2 separate regions of the Danio rerio genome follow, and region 2 is linked to region 1. Evidence: chromatin contacts called from public Hi-C data. All regions are on one chromosome and are shown on one strand. The core of a region is the stretch at or near the end of the contact, and the rest is flanking DNA. Distances in the headings are between cores, read along the strand shown. Region 1 holds the start of dgkh (diacylglycerol kinase, eta). Region 2 overlaps dgkh (diacylglycerol kinase, eta).

The links. Hi-C and Micro-C count contacts between places; a contact is called where the count stands out from the background.
Region 2: a Hi-C map of an unstated tissue shows a contact between it and region 1, with 3 times the contacts expected there. The contact joins the enhancer-like site here to the promoter of dgkh in region 1. A contact is called at or near these places in 3 of 18 Hi-C or Micro-C datasets (caudal fin, hematopoietic stem cells and an unstated tissue).

Annotation. Positions count from the first base shown.
Region 1 is chr9:19,420,378-19,423,581 of GRCz12tu, reverse strand. It overlaps dgkh (diacylglycerol kinase, eta), which reads right to left and starts at 1,827. Exons shown (of 29, transcript XM_073912581.1): 1 at 1,605-1,827.
Region 2 is chr9:19,549,251-19,552,184 of GRCz12tu, reverse strand. dgkh (diacylglycerol kinase, eta) reads right to left here. Exons shown (of 29, transcript XM_073912581.1): 21 at 2,761-2,857; 22 at 1,787-1,894. LOC137496463 (a long non-coding RNA gene) reads left to right here. Exons shown (of 3, transcript XR_011016810.2): 3 at 1,374-2,476. Among named protein-coding and RNA genes, the nearest start is that of akap11, 49 kb to the left of the region's middle. Within about 2 kb of position 1,539, at least 5 of the 62 cell types and tissues checked have an H3K27ac peak or open chromatin away from gene starts, as enhancers often do.

The DNA.
Region 1 (3,204 bases), core at 578-3,077:
CATTCACTTAGTCCGAGATTTTAGATGAAACTTTCCTAGCCTTGAAGCGTGCATTTTGACGGCGGAACACGGCTGGTTCTCCTGACCGCATGAAGGCTGGCGGAGGGCAGAGACGCTCGAAGCGGGAGGAAATCTCTGTAGCAAACCCTAGCGGCGGACGGGTATCTCACAAACTATAGCAAGGAGGATACAGCAACAGATGTTTCTCCTGTAACATTATAGCCATAAGAAGACGGAGCCTCAAAACCTGGTCAAATAGACTAGTTTGGACACTGACGCGCTTTCTAAAAGCAACGTGCTGTCAGAGGAAAGACTCTACCTAGACGCTAAAAACATTAGTCGAATATATTTAACGTTATAATAAGCATATGTACAGTGTCGAAAATAATCTGGGCCCTATGCGTTGCGGTAAAAAAAATATCGTTTTGTCACTCAGACTTGTACTGAAATGTTGTTAATGTACAAATATAAACATTATAAGTTAGAAAAGTAACGATATAACATTGCACTATAAATGAAAGAATCCCCCGCTTGAGACTGTAACCATAGCAACAGTTGAGGGTTGGAGCTATTTAATGCAGGATGTGACATTATAACAACTGAACAACATAACATAAGTAAATGTAATCAATTTATTACACATTTACATGTCGGTAGTAGTTCGCCAATAAGTTTAGTATAGATGTTGATTGTTGATTTGCTGCAGACGCTAAAATAATAATTAGGATGCATAACATCTCTCTCTCTAAAAAAATAACATATAATTTTTGTCTTATCTTATTTTCACACATTTTTGCCATGGAAATAAAATAAGCACATAATTGCACACATTTACAATTAAATAGAATAACATTATTGTAATAAAGACTATATGCTTTGCTGGCAAGTAGTCTTTAATTGGTGTCTTGGGAATTAAAACAGTTGACCTAACCTATTGATTGCTTTTATTGATCAGTTGTTCAAATCGTCACATTCAGTAGCCTACATTTATAAAAATGTCACTAAAGAGCTTTAACTGTCTCTAATTTCCAACATCTCTAAATGTAAGGGCTATTGTCACCAAATAGCCTACACAAGAGTATAATTTGCTTCCACTATATCCACATGAAAATGGGTCATTGCGGTTGGCACATTTCCTCCCCGTTGTAACTTTGAATAGCTAACAGCAGCTGATAGCAAATGTCACTGAGAAAACCCACGTCACAGTTATGTTTCCTGATTTATTCGTTTTAAATAAAAAGTACAACTTCCTGTGTTCCAAAAATAAACACACAAAATGACAACTAATAAGTTTAATTGGCTATATATAACTTAACATTTACATGACTAACCTAAAGGCTAATGGCTAACGTTAAATCAGTCCCGTTATAAAGTTCATCGGTTTGTACAGAGGAATGTAAACTCCCCTAATGAGCGACCGAACTCAGCTGAAGATGGAAGATTCTTCGCGTATCACTGCAGCGATCTTGCATTCACATCGCGATAAGCCACAATCAGATCTAAAATCCCTAATTAACGCCTATAAACAGTGATCTGCATGTATGTAAGGTTATACAGGATCTCTTTGACGTCTGTCCGAATAGAAAATGTTCAGCAGTACTGACCAGTTCTTCCCAGGCAGGGCTGCGAGTATATTGGCAGTCATCTTCCATATTCTCCTAGTCCCCGTGCTTAGGATCTGTCCGCACACGCTTTCAGCACAAATGACGCGCTACTTTTACTCGTATAATCGGGCATATGGTTCAAGTCTATTACACCGAGTGTTATTTCCCTTTCTCCACTCCTCCCTACTCTATCAGGGTCTCCCAGAGGCTGAGCCTGCTTCTCTCCACGTGATAAATGTCAGATCCCTATAAGGAATTGGAGCGCAATTTGTGACGTCACGGAACCTGCTTTTTATCCCACTTTTTCAAAGACGTAAAAACAATAAACAAGCCTTGGCTTAAAAACGCAAGACTGTTTAGAAAGACATGTTTATTTTTGCTACAAACATGACATACCAATATAAATATTATTCTAATTTTGTTATTTTAGTTAAGCAAAAATTGTGCTTAAATTGTGTTGACCAAATTTTAATCATGCCCTTAAAACTCAAAACACTCTCTTTTTCTATAGATATTTTTTATTTCTCTGCTGATTTATTTTGTAAATAAACTTCTTAATTATTTAAATACAATAAATGCGCAACAAAAAAAAAAAAACAAGTTCACAAACTAACAGTTAATTAGCCATATTTATGATTAGATTTTAATATTTGGATGTGAAGCATGGAGCGAACATTCCATTATTCACGGTTTTCCATTATCCCTGGTTTTGAAATTAAGTTTAACATTCATTCATTCATTTCATTTTTGGCTCAATCCCTTTATTAATCTGGGGTCACCACAGCGGAATGAACTGCCAACTTATCCAGCATATGTTTTACGCAGTGGATGCCCTTCCAGCTTTAACCCATTACTGGGAAACATCCTCATTCACACACACCTCAGACAATTTAGCTTACGGCATGTCTTTAGACTTGTGGAGGAAACTGGAGTACCCAGAAGAAATCTACACAAACACTGGGAGAACATACAAACTCCACACAGAAACGTCAACTGACCCAGCTGAGGCTCGAACCAGCTAAGTTACCTTCTTGCTGTGAGGCGAACGTGCTTCCCACTAGGATACCATGCAGCGCTCAAGTGTAACATTAAACTCTTAATGGCTTTAGACAGATTTTACAACATATGATAAAAAAATGTATATAAAAAAAATGTAATATATTATTTTGGCATTGGCCGGGCCCCCCTAATTTCCCAGGTTCCGCTTATTCAGGGCCGGATTAACCAATGGGCCTTATGGGCACAGGCCCAGGGGCCCGTGCGCACTAGGGGCCCCTGCGAGGGGGGAGAAAAAAAAGACAATTTCGGAGTGTCTTTTTAGGCTCATCTAGTTGGACTAAGCTAGTCGGGGTTTACGCCCATCGATGCCTGATTAATAGAGACAAGATGAGTAAAGAGCATCTGAGCAATACAGCCGCAGTGGCGCACCTTGTAAGGCTCACGGCATCCTCTTTTGAGGCGATTAATCATAAAATCGGTTCGAATCCACCATCAATTGAACTCGTGCTACTTTTTTTCTCTCCCCATTACATATCAGATTGGAAATATATTTATTTTTAACAGGAAAGAAACATTTTTTAAAAATAATGCAAATGTGATA
Region 2 (2,934 bases), core at 290-2,789, 130 kb before region 1:
TCCTAAGATAATCCATCAACCTCACAGGTGTGGCAAATCAAGATGCTGATTAGACAACATGATTATTGCACATGTGTGCCTCTGGCTGGCCACAATAATAGGCCGCTTTAATACCATTAAAGTAAAGGTTTTTGAAAACGCCACCATTGTTATGTCCGTGACAATGATTACATCATGCGCATCTATAGTAGGGTAGAGTCTAAAATTGCATACTTACATACTATATAGTACGCTAAAATCTGTATGCGAATTAACAACTTCTTCTGGTAATATTGTGAAGTCCGCATCCGATGGACACTACGCTATCCCATGGTACACCACAACATAATTCATGAATGGGAGTGAAGCGACGCTACTGACAGGTCATGGGGGTAGGTCATGTGACAAAATGTTATACTGCATGTAGTACGTTGAAGTTCAATTCATACAGTATAGAACGTACTTTTCCAACAGTCGAGTAGTACATTTAAATTCAAATGCAGTACCTACTAAGTAGTAGGTGATTTTGGATGCAGCCTAGGTGTTAAGGGAGGTGTAGATTAAAGACAAGGGCAGACAAATATACACAACCATTGTAGATTACATTGTAGTGTTGAAGTTGCTCAAGTGTAAATTCACTTTACGTCCAAATGCAGCGATGCATCTTGACTTGACTTAAATGTCATTCACATTGACTAGTGTACACAGAATGAAATTTCATAGCATTGGCTTTGAAATTTCAATAGGAATATCCCTAAAAAATAAGCAAAAAAATAATATTATATTCCAATAATCATATACACAGCAGCTGACTGATGGTCCTTTTGGTCAGGTGGATGTGTAGTGCAAATCATAATAGTGCATACAAGTTTTAGAGTGAGATAGATGGATGGATGGATGGATACAGTACATAGATAATTATGTACATGGATGGATGGACGGACGGACGGACGGACGGACGGACGGACGGACGGACGGACGGACGGACGGACGGACGGACAGACAGACAGACAGACAGATAGATCGATATATAGATAGATAAATAGATAGATAGACGAATAGATAGATGCATAGACAGACAGATAGATAGAAGCATAGACAGATGGGTAGATAGACAGACGAACGGACAGTCGGTCGGTCGGTCGGTCGGACGGACGGACCGACAGACAGACAGACAGACAGACAGACAGACAGACAGACAGACAGACAGACAGACAGACAGACAGACAGACAGACAGATAGATAGATAGATAGATAGATAGATAGATAGATAGATAGATAGATAGATAGTAGATAGATAGAATGGTTTCATCAAGCTGTGTTATACACTGCATGAAAGGTAATTGCCAAAAATCCATAATATGACCCTTTAAACACTTTTCCATCTTTCTTAGAGAACACGAGGACATTTCTGAGTCCTGAACGTCCTGTCTAGGATCACAGGCACTCTGTCCCTCTGTAACTCTACCATGAAGAACACAAACCACGTCCGGAGGTAACCTCATTCTGAACGAGGCCATGTGAGCTAAAACAAACAAGCTGCCAATAGGCCACTTGTTGTGAACAAAGACTCGTGTCACCCGGGTTCAGAAGGTTTTGTTCGGAGCCAGCTGCATGTTAGACAACACCACTCAACCCAGGACCAGCTCATACGCTTTAATTACACAACTCCACATCATTTCCTCTACACACAGTGTCATATTTCATCTCATAACTGGCTTCAAACAGGGTTGCAGAGCTCAGGGTCAGGATGTAAAATGCTGTTTGAAGTGAAAAGGCCCTCATGACCTCCACCACCAGGACTTACATCATCCTCTTTGGTGCCGCCCCAGAAGTTGGTTCCCCCAGCATAGCTTGGGATGTTCAGCACAGCAATTCCTTGGAGACTTGGGAGTGGGATATACTGGCCATCACACTGCAAAAACCAAATCAAACAACCATGAGGAGCCAGAACATGCATTAAACACATCAGAGTCTCATCTCTCATTCCCTTTAAGAGTCAGTTGCGTCACACCATGGTGCATAAGCAGACCTTAGTTGTATTCATAGATACACTAAATGTATTCACAACAGACTGTTATAATATTAGTTATGAATAGTTTTGAGATGTGCTGTTGGTGATTGGATGTGTTATAAACAAGGAAAATTAGCACCCGTTTAAAATGATTTAAGACCTAAAAGACATAACTACAGTGAATTTAAGACTTTTTAAGGCCTAAAATTTTGTTTTAGAAAAGTAAGACATTTTAAGACACTGTGAATACCCTGAGTTTAAAATAGATCAAATATTGATTGCAATCATATGTAAAAGAATAGTAAAGAACAAGAACCTTTCATATATTTTGACATTCAAGAAACTTGCTTTAAATTAATACACAAAGTAAAATACATTAATGGACTGTTTAAACCTTGTTACACAAGTTAATAACCAACAGATGATCAACCGTTTCCATATTTATTAATGTAAAATAAAAGTACCATACGCACAAATTGGTTCAACATTTGCCCCATATATATCTGTTTTATTTAGTATTAATTTTCTAAGATTACCTTACTATCACTATTTTGTGAATTGACTAAGTTTAAATATATTATATAAGAAATCTATGATATTTTTTCACATATTAATTGAATTTTATTTTTTAATTGCTTTGTTCAGCTCTAATATAATATAATATAATATAATATAATATAATATAATATAATATAATATAATATAATATAATATAATATTTAATCCATGTGTGATATGGTGTTAAAAAAACATTTAATTCAGCTCACCTCCAGCTGAACTTTCTGTTCCAGGTTCTTATAAGTCCTCTGCAGCAACTCTTTTGTCCCCAGAACACCATACCACATCATGTTTTTAGTGCGACTCCTGCATAGTCAGAAGTAAACTAGTTAATCCCTGTTACTGTTTCGGTATAAAACTAAATTCCTGCTAAATTCGTAAAG